Linked DNA regions of Mus musculus: region 1 is linked to region 2. Evidence: chromatin contacts called from public Hi-C data. All regions are on one chromosome and are shown on one strand. Each heading gives the region's core, a stretch centred on a gene start, on an enhancer-like site or on the middle of the called end of the contact. The rest is flanking DNA. Distances are from core to core; before and after follow the strand shown.

Evidence for each region. Hi-C and Micro-C count contacts between places; a contact is called where the count stands out from the background.
Region 1: a contact with region 2 is called in a Hi-C map of cortical neurons, with 2.9 times the contacts expected there. The contact joins two enhancer-like sites. A contact is called at or near these places in 1 of 15 datasets of contacts at CTCF or cohesin (large pre-B cells), 2 of 484 Hi-C or Micro-C datasets (both in cortical neurons), 1 of 115 datasets of contacts at active chromatin or transcription factors (large pre-B cells) and 1 of 9 other capture datasets (embryonic stem cells).

Annotation. Positions count from the first base shown.
Region 1 is chr16:95,942,646-95,948,481 of GRCm38.p6, reverse strand. No RefSeq gene overlaps it. Among named protein-coding and RNA genes, the nearest start is that of 1600002D24Rik, 16 kb to the right of the region's middle. Within about 2 kb of position 2,896, at least 58 of the 459 cell types and tissues checked have an H3K27ac peak or open chromatin away from gene starts, as enhancers often do. A contact at or near this core is called in cortical neurons, where this site is marked.
Region 2 is chr16:95,397,243-95,402,534 of GRCm38.p6, reverse strand. All of the region lies in intron 3 of Erg (ETS transcription factor), which reads left to right. Among named protein-coding and RNA genes, the nearest start is that of Erg, 130 kb to the left of the region's middle. Within about 2 kb of position 3,339, at least 26 of the 459 cell types and tissues checked have an H3K27ac peak or open chromatin away from gene starts, as enhancers often do. A contact at or near this core is called in cortical neurons, where this site is marked.

The sequences.
Region 1 (5,836 bases), core at 1,647-4,146, 550 kb before region 2:
GGTCCACATAGCCACTTTGAGGAAAACTTTTCTCTTAACCCCCTCTACCCCCATCCTTCTCCAGAAGTCCAGAGACACAGAATGGGTCCCCATGTCAGCTAAGCCATGTTTCAGCCTGCGGCCACTTGCATAAACAGTGTATTTTATATTGAGCCAGTTCCTTGCCTTTCAATGTAGCACATTCTAAGGCCAGAAAAGCAGACACCGCACTCCTATCAGGATCTGGTGTTGGTTCTGTTTTTCCTGTGGGGATCTTAGCAGCCTCAACTGCCCCATCTATAGAGATATCCTAGACTGTGTCAGGACACTGCGTGAAACCAGAGAATGCATATGGAATAGTGTCTGGATAGGAAGGCTATAAGGAAGGGATGGTTGATAATATTTTGGGTCCATTTCCTCTGATAGTGCAGGTAATATGTTTTTCCTTAAGTAGAATAGAAAATTGGCTTCTTTGTGCTGTGCTATGTGTGTGTGTTACTGTGTTTATATGTGTGTAATTGTGTATATGTGAGTGTGTGTATGTGTTTGTGTATATTTATATGTATGAGTGTGCGTATGTATGTGTGTTACACGTGCGTGCATGTGGAATAGTTAGTAGACATGCAGGATGGGCAAGAAAACTATAAATCTGTGTGGACTCTCACTTAGAATAGAAATCATGGGCTGGAGAGATGGCTCAGTGGTTGAGAGCACTGACTGCTCTTCCAGAGGTCCTGAGTTCAATTCCCAGCAACTACATGGTGGCTCACAACCATCTGTAATGAGGTCTGGCACTCTCTTCTGGCATGCAGGCACATATGCAGGTAGAACACTGTATATAATAAGTAATCTTTAAAAAAAGAATAGAAGTCACTTTCATGAGCTACAAAATTAAAGACTAGGGCTGACAGGTAAGGAGGAGGCAGGGTCATCTTAGTCATTAGAGTGCTTGCTGTGTAAATCTCTCTCTCTCTCTCTCTCTCTCTCTCTCTCTCTCTCTATATATATATATATATATATATATATATATATATATATATATATATATCTTTGTCTCTCTCTCTTTCTATCTCTCCCTGACTCTCCTTTAGGTCTAGTCTTTTTGAATCAAGGGAAGTGACTTTCTATTTCAAGTGGCTGTCCCCACAGTGCTTTCCTGCCCATCAGTGTCTGCTCCAGTCTATACCATGTCTCAGCCCAGGGTCATGCTGTGTAAACACCTGGCACCATGTTCCTCCCATGGTCTGATTTTTTTTTTTAAGCAAAGTATCCAGAAGGGGAGAGAGTATTCTGAACAGATCAAACAAGCAATAAAACCAGCCATTGTCCTCGAGGGTCTTAATGGAAGACTCTCTTCTATTCTCCAGTGTCTCTGTTGGCATTTGATCAGTGCTGGCTGACCTATTGGCATACATACACAAATTACTAAGCACATGGGCAGTGGTGGTCATTCTCCATTCTGCCAAGATACTTCTGAGCGAAGGCTGGCTCCTGCAGCTTCTGGGAAATAGCTGTTGAGGATTTAGGAGTGTTGCCACCTGACTGTTAAACTATCAATGGCTGGACATTGGCCAGTGTAGGCATACTTACATCATGGAACTTGAAACAGCTTCACATAGGGGATTTGATTTTCTTCCTAGGGAATCAGTTTATCAGCATTCCACCATAATTCCCCCACCCCTCCCCAGCCACATCAACTTCCTTCTGTCCCTCTTCTGTGAGACAGAGTCTCTCTATGTAATCCAGGCCTTGAACTCTAAACCCTCTGCTCCTATCCCTAAAGAGCTGGGATTGCAGATGTGAGGCACCACATACTGCTTTGTCTTTTACCATCTATCACCCGAGAAAGTCACATTGTCTTCCTAGCCTTGTGCAGAGGGGAAACATTCAACATTCAACAATGCTTTTCTTGGTCCTGGGATACTTTGCCTCCAAGAAGAATGAAAAGTTGCTTTGGTCAAAGCTGGGCCACTGGAAAGGATCTGGCTGGTTCTGGGCAGGTATATAGTAGGATTACAGATGATCCAGCCTCCTCTCCTACAGCTCAGCCTGGAGATGCAGCTCAGAGGGTAAAGGTTTTTGTGAGTGTCGCACTGTGAGTTTGACTGTCACCTTTAGATAATTCTATGGCTTGAAGAAACAGAGGCAGGAATGTGAGCTTGGGTTTGCATGCAGGGAAATTTTCCTCTGGAAAAGAACTTGTCATCTGGGGTGATGATAGAAGACCTTCATCTTGCAGCCTGGCTCACTTTCTAGCTGGGTTTTGGCTCTGCCAACCCCAAGATTAGAATCGGGGTTTCTCAAGGAGTAATTCATTTTTGGAGTGCTCCTTGTGTTCTGAAATTTCAGCATGCCAATGCTAAACGATTCCTTGAGGGAGAACAATCCTCCCTTCAGACACTCCAAGGCTAACGTGGTTGAGATTGACAGATAGGCAAAACATTGAGAAACTTGGCTTTTTTTCTTTTCAAAATATATTTAACTTCAGTAAGCTGTAAGCCAAGCCCCTCGCAGATGGCAGACAACTTAATTGCTGTGGTCAACTTGTCTGACATTTTTTGGATGGTGTTGGGTGCTATAGTAATCCGCTGAAAACAGATCTCAGCCCACACAAAGGCATGCACAGGGTTTAGCATCTCCACTTGGCCGCCGGAGCCCCTGTTCATGGGTGCACCATCCCCCACTTCACCAACCAAGCTCTGGTGCAACTTGCAAACACAGCGTGTATTTCTTGGATAGAAAATTCAAGAGAGGCCCAGGACGAACTGAGTCAGCACTGTTGTTTCTTCATGGGAGCCTTGAGACAGTGGTGACCTCAGCTGGCTGTGTTTCTATTTAATCCGTCTTCCCACAGTTGGCTTGGGTTCTGGGCCTCCAGTGTCACTTTCACATCTTGTCCTCAAGGTGGCGCTAGATGTGCGTTGTAATACGGGCGTTGGGCGCCTTTTTTTTTTGGACTGGCTTCTAGGTGTGAGGCATTACGCATTTTCTGCTCTTTGTACCCGTGTACTATAAAGGCTGTTCTCTGAGCCCGTGATTTCTGATTCCACATAGAGGGTATAATTTGGGGGATGTGAGGAAACGTTCAGTTTGAACACTGCAGTGAGTCACCGAGCTTATGGCCACCTTCCCAGCAGAGTTAAAAATAAAGCACCATAGCATATCCATGTTTACATCAACGATCTCTGTTTATAGTAAACACACCGAGAACAGGCAGCAGTCAGTGGTCCATGCTCTCGTGTTCTCTCTCTCTCTCCCTGCCCTTCTCTGGCTCCTCAGGGGTTTCTTCCATCACGCTTCACACGGGTGTTTGAGGTAGGGTCTCTCACTGAACCTAGAGTTTGTTTTCTGGTAGCCTGGCTAACCACTGCAGCCCCTGGATCTCTCGGATCACACCTACCTGTGCCTGGCTCTTACATGCGTGCTAGAGACATGAACTGCAGCAAGCACTTTATCCATATCCACAGAGTCATCCCCCTGCCCTTTCTGACACATCTTTGGAATAGATGTGCTCTGGATAGTTAGTTGCTGGTTCAGGGGACACTGCCCCACAGATTAGGTTCCAGTTTAGAAAGGAGGTTCTCTGCCCGGAACACATGACAGTTGCTGGGCAGCCTGGGACAACACACAGGTCTGGGCCCCTTACTCAGAGGAGTCACCTGTGGGGTCTGGTGTCGTCACTGTGGTATCAAGGGTAGCAGGATGCTCAGATTTGCACTGCATTAGCTGTGTGACGTATGCAAGCCACTCCCTCATAAAGCCTTACTTTATAAATTATACACGTGATAAGGGTACATGGGTTGGGGACTGGGAAGATGGCCCAGTGGGTAAAGGACTTGCCACACAAGTGTGAGGACATGACTTCAGATTCCCAGAAGCCCATCAAGGTAGCCTGCATCTATAATCTCAATGTTCCTACGGTGAGATGAGAGGCAGAGACAGCAGCAAGAAGCTTGGAGGCCAGCTAGCCTGGTGTGAACTGCTAGCCTGGTGTGCACTGCTAGCCTGGTGTGCACTGCTAGCCTGGTGTGTACTGCTAGCCTGGTGTGCACTGCTAGCCTGGTGTGCACTGCTAGCCTGGTGTGAACTGCTAGCCTGGTATGAACTGCTAGCCTGGTGTGAACTGCTAGCCTGGTGTGTACTGCTAGCCTGGTGTGTACTGCTAACCTGGTGTGCACTGCTAGCCTGGTGTGCACTGCTAGCCTGGTGTGTATGGCATACAAGAGACCAGTCTCTAAGAAGGTGGAAGATAAGGACTAATATCTGAGGTTGTTCCCTGGTGCAACATACCACACACATACTCTGGTACATGCCTGCTTGCACCCCATTCAATACACACACAGATCACACACACTCACACATACACAAGCACTTACACATGCAAACCACACACATATACCACACACACACATACACAGCCCACACCACACTACACATACACACCCATACCACATTACACATACATGTAGCATACATATACTGTACACATTTCACAAACAGGTCACACACACATACCATACCACACACACGCTACATACACAGTCACATCTATACCACACATACAAACCACATACACATATATCACAGCACACACCACACACACACACACACACACACACACACACACGCACGCACGCACACACACACACACACACACACACACGCACACACACACACACACACACTACTCAGGAACATGGAAAGAGTGATTAAGATGAGGCTGTCCAGGGTCTCTGATCAGCCATGACAGTTGTCCCTTTAGGTGGGGTCAGGATCTGGATCCACACAGGGGACAACCACATGAGAACACAGGGAGAAGGTGACAAAGTATAGGAAGAGGCTTCATCAGAAGCCAGATCAGGGAAGGCAGAGGTGAGGCGTGCAGGTGCGGACAGAAAGCCTCTGTCCGAGTGAGGGGGTAAGAGTTGATATCCGCTGGGTGCTAAAGACTGTAAGCCACGAGTAAGCCCAACCAAAAAGGCTTAAGTAGCAAGTCAGTACAGCACATACCTCACATGCCTCACCCTGCTGCAACTCACTCACTGCGGACTTCAAAGACCGGGGCTTCTTCCTTATTCCTGCTGCTGTCTCTTTGGGATGGCTGCCGCTTTGTCTGGCTGCAAGATGGCTGCTCCTACCTCTCCGAGGCAGGTCTTCCTTCTCCCATGTGGCTCTTTACCAGGAAGGGATAGTTACTGCTTCCCAGCCCCAGGGCTCCTTGGTCAGTCTGGGGCACTGAGTCCCTTTATGGCCAGTCTGGGCACTTTCTCAGACTCATTGGGATCACACTGCACAGCCCCTCCCCCTACCTCTGGGAGAGCAGAGTATTGGCTCATACGTTCTGAGAGGCTAATATATATTCCACGATATATATGTTTTAAAGATTTAAATTAATTTTTTTTTTTTTAAAGATTTATTTATTTATTATATGTAAGTACACTGTAGCTGTCTTCAGACGCACCAGAAGAGGGCATCAGATCTCATTACGGGTGGTTGTGAGCCACCATGTGGTTGCTGGGATTTGAACTTCGGACCTTTGGAAGAGCAGTCGGGTGCTCTTACCCACTGAGCCATCTCACCAGCCCCTTAAATTAATTTTTAATGATGTGTGTGTGCATGTGCCTGTGCATATGAGCACATGGGCACAGGTGCTGACAGAGGCCGGAAGACAGCAGAAATCCTCTGGAGTTGGAGTTACAGATGCTTGTGAGCCACCTGACATGGGGTGCTGGGGACTGAACTCTGGTCCTCTGTAAGACTGGCAAGTGCTATTAACCACTGAGTCATGTCTTCAGCCTCTATGTTTAATTTAAAAAAAAAAGATTTATTTTTATTGTGTCTGTGTGGTGGTGGTGAT
Region 2 (5,292 bases), core at 2,090-4,589:
TATGCCTCTCCTCTCCCTGATCTCATGTCTTCTTGTGTTGGAGGCTAACAGATGCTAACAGGCACTGCACCTAAAAGTCTTAAATGTGACAAGGAGCCCCCAGGTGGGCCCTTTACAGTGGCCTTCAGTGGATACTCACTGAACTTGAAATCAAGCTTCAAAGTCCTGTGTCAGGTGCACACTCTTTACAGTTTCTGTGTGTCACTGTGTTAGAATCAGTGCTTTGTGTACCTATGTGCAACCAACTCTTGTTGAACACTTGAAGCTATCCGCAGGCCTGGCTTCTCTTTCAGCTTGGGTTTGCTATTCATATGCTTCTTGTACTTGGCGAGCGTTGGGCATGATCTGGGGGCAGTGATATTCCTGGGCACTTGCTCCCTTCTGCCTCAGGGCTCCGACATGAATTGGCAAGCAAGTTGCCTCCTAATTGAGCTCTGCTGCCCTCCAGACTGTGGCTGTGCTGGGAGACTTTCCAATGAGTCCGCTTGGGTGTCTATGACAGAAATACCCAAGATAGGTTGGCTTATAAGCAGCATAAGTATATTCCTCTTATTCCCAGAGGTTGAGAAACCCAGCACCGGGTCACCGACCGATTTGGTGTCTGGTGAGCACCTGCTTCCTGATCACTGAGGGTAGCTTCCTGCTGCGTGCTTGCATGACTGAGGAGCAAATTCTATCTGTCTCTTCTGTCTGTCTGTCTCTATCCCTGTCTCGTTATCTCCGTGTATCTCTGTGTCTCTGTCTTTTTTCTTTCTGTCTCTGTCTGTCTCTGCCTCTCTCTGTCTGTCTTTCTCTGTCTCTCTGTCTGCCTCTCTCTGTATCTCTGTCTCTCTGTCTGCCTCTGTCTTTCTCTGTGTGCCTTTCTCTGTAGCTCTCTTTCTCTCTGTCTCTGTCTACCTCTGTCTCTGTCTCTCTGTCTCTCTCTCTGTCTCTCTCTCTGCTGTTTGTTAGGAATGCCAGTGTGCAGTGTGTAAGCACCAGAGGTTGGTATCAGATGTCTTCCTCAGTTGTTTTCTTCTTTATGTACTAAGGCTGAGTCTCTCATTGAACCCGGAACTTGCCAGCTAACTCAACCAGCTACCTAGTCTACCCTGGCAGATCCCCTGTCTCTGCCACACAAGCTCTGGGATTTTATGTAAGTGGCCACACCTACCTATCTTTTATGTGGGTGCTGGGGATCTGAATCTTCGCATAACAAGCATTTTATCCACTGAGACGGCCCTGAATTTTCTTAAAGACCCATCCTGAGATGAAGGCTCTACCCTTGTATCCTAGCATTCTCCCAACGTCTATCTAATTTCATCATATTGGGTTTCTTCATGTTGGCTCAGTGAGGAGCTGCCCCGTGCTGGCCATGGCAGGGCCTGATAATCTGGCTCTTTTTACTTTCATGGACCCTATGGCTTGGTAAAGGTGAGCTCACTGCTGCAAAGGTGATATATGTAGACTTGATGAACAAAGCACTGGGTTTGGCAGGACACGGAGGCTCTGCTGTTTCTTTCTCACCTGCCTTCCTCCATTCTCCTCAGCTTCCTGCCATCTTTGTTCCTATGGGCACCGTTATGTAAAAGAGGGGACACAGGGCTGTGTCCTCGCTAGGGCTGCTGAAAGGCTGCTGCTAGGGGAAATGCCTAGCTTTGGCATCTTCTGTCTTGAAAGTGAAGTCCTTTCAGTTGATCAGAATTTACATATTTTAAGATATAAAAAATCCAAAGCTTGGGGTGGGAGACAGTTCAGAAAAGTGCTTTGGATGCAGTCTCCAGGGCCTGAAGTTGGATCCCCAGAATCTCTGTAAAAGCCGAGCACACAGCATAGCGCACACCTCTAATCTCATCCCTGGGTCATGCAGAGACAGGTAGGACTTGCCTTGGTCTCCTTAGCAAGATAGCATTGCCTAATCGGTGAGCTGTCCGTCCTAGTGAGAGACCCTGCCTCAAAATACAAGAGAGAAGTAGACTGAGGAATGACACCCAGTATCAACCTCTGGCTTCCACATTATGTACACACATGTACATAATATCACACAAATAGAAATACAGAAACACAACACATAAACCACACACACTGCATATACATACACAGAAATACACACATACACACACACAGAGGAATATACACAGACATCCATACTACATAAACAGGGAGACACAGGAAGACACACAAACATACATACGACATACATAAACACACAGAGACACATGTACAACATACATAACACACAGAGGCATATACACATACTCAAGGAATACATACACACGCATACATACCATACATAACACACACAGAGACATACACATGTATACAGGGAATACACACAAACACACAGACACATGCACACTATAAATAATACATATACATACACAAGAATAAACACAGACACACTCATGCGCAGACACACTCACACAGACACACACATTCACACGCACAGACACACACAGATATACATACCTACCTACCTACATACATACATATATACAGACACACAATGCAGACATACACACAGACACATAGATGCACACAGACACACACAGAAATACACACAGATACATACAGAGAGATGCACACATAGATGCACACATGTATGCATGCACATATGCAAACACATGCAAACACGCAGACATACACACAGACACACACAAATGTATAGACACACATGCACATGCACACACACAGACATACAGAGATACACACAAATGTACAGTCATGTGTGTACACACAAAGACATATACACATACAGACACACACAAATACACACATGTGTACACACATACATACACACATATGTACATACACACAAATATACATACCCAAAAATGGACATACACATATGTGTACGCATGCGCGCACTTATACACACACACACACACACACACACAGAACCCCAGAATGATTTCAGTGATTACTTTCTTTCGGAAAAATGTATTTCAAACAAAGCTAAAGAAACTCAAAATGGAGATGCTGTGTGTGAACTTCGTTGTGGAACTTTAGAAGTTGCATTCTGTAGAATATTCTAGTCCCCAGTGAGAATCCCTCCACAGAGTTTGGATTTCCCTCTAGTTTCCAAGACCCAAATGGGCACAGTCTTGCTGATAACCATTTTCAGCTATAAATAGAGGCATGTATTTAAATAATTAAACTCATCGGGAAATGTCAAGTCCCTTTTGGGAGACAAAGAATGAACTGTTGTTGAGTTAGCGATTAATTAATTTTGCCTTCAGCTGCTTGAGAAAGGGCTAGGAATAGGGTTGTTCAGAAGAGGCAGAGATCCCAGGTGTAAGAGAATATTTAGCCAGAGTAAAAATAACACGCAGCTGAGAAGACAGACATGTATAGTTCAGGCTGAGCCCGGAGTCGCACATGAATCACGCCGAGCCCCACCCGCTGCTCCGCCGTGGGCTCTGAAGCAGCTTTTCCACTGCATCTGATTCAGAAATAAAACAGGCCCACAAATTACACCAGAGCTGGCCAGACAATCCACTCCTTGTCTGAAGCCCTAAAAATACCTTTTGTGGGGACTTGCTTTCATTCACACTGTGAAACCTGGGTAGGGTGGTTTGGTTGATTAACAGCACTAGGCAGGGGCTTTGGGGGAGGTTAGACTGGATTACACTACAGTGAGATCGGACCTGAGACTCATCCCAGTTACACTCCAGTGGGACCCAGGCCTGAGACTCATCCCAGTTACACTCCACTGGGATCCGGTCCTGAGATGCATCCTCACTCAGCCTGTCCTGTTTGGAGTAGGGGTGAGAGTGGTGGGCCAGTCATGACAGTGACCCTTGTTACCTCTTAGGAAAAATCTGAAAATCGAGCTTTTCTGTACCTCCATGAAACTTTATTAAAGTGTGTGGGTTCTGAAGATTGAACCTGGGTCCTTGCAAGCACTTTACCAACTGAACCATCTCCTCAGCCCATCAGCACCATGTTCTTCCTATGGTATCATAACCTAACAGTTGCAGATGGCGTTTAGAGACTGTGACATCTAATAGCTAGTTATAAGCAGGAAGTTGTGTGATGGAAAACAGAAGAGCTACTGAGGTGCAGTGAAGAACCAGGTGTCAGCAACACAAGCATACGTATGTACACACACATGAATACACATGTGCACACATGTATATATGCATATACACACATACATGCACACCCATACATATATGCATACACATACACACGCACACATACATACATATGTACACATGTACATATGTTACACATGTACACATACACATGTACATACATGTACAGGTGTATAAACATGTACACACACACATATATATATATATTCATGTGTACACATATGCACATGCACACATAACAATACACATGTACATATATATACCTATATGCATGCATATACACGTATATACCTGTTCATGCTGCTGTGTTAATTTTTTACAGTGTTTGTCAGTTTTTGCATTTACTTTATATGTTTCATCTAAGGGAATCATCACCAAAGCATCAAGGTGATATTCAGTCCTTTTTAGAAATGGTTACTCAGTCAAAGTCAACCACGGATGGTCACCACTGGTTTTCTAGTTCTCAGACGAGGGCTTCCTAACTTTCCACAGTTGTAAGGGAAGCATCCTGGGGTTCACCTGGAGAGATTTATCAGAAATTGATACAGTCAGTCATTCACCAGTTTCAAAGACACTGAGAAAATACAATTCTAGAGACGGAGAACTGGAAGTGAGTTTGGCAGGTTACAGCAGATGCTAGGTGAATTAGAGCAGAGACTTCAGCACTGAAGGCAGAGGAAGGAGAGAGAGCACAAGAAGAGAAGTTGTAAGGATGTACAATGTACTCGAGCATGTGTGTGCATGTGTATACATACACATGTGTGTGCGCGCACACATGTGTGCCTGTGTACATGTGTGTGTGCATGCATGTATTTGCATGCACATGTGCATGCATGTACATCCTTGTTTGTGTGTGTGTGTGTGCATGTGCACATATGTGTAGGACCCCTGCATGTAAATGCATGTCGAAACCAGACATGCTTCCTCATGCTTGGACATCATTCTACAAGCACCATTCACTTGATTCATTATTTGAGGCAGGTTGTCTCACTGGCCTGGGGCTCACCCACTAGCCTAGGCTGGCTGAGCAGTGACCCAGGGATCTCTCCATCTCTACCTCTCCTATGCTGGCTTTCCACTTAGGTTCTGAGGATCAAGATCCAATTCTTCATCCTTGTAAGGCAAGCTCTTTACAGACTGAACTATCCTCAGCTCTTAGCATGTGGTCATTCTGGCATGTAAACTAAAGGGGCTTCTCCAGTCCAGTCTGGCCCAC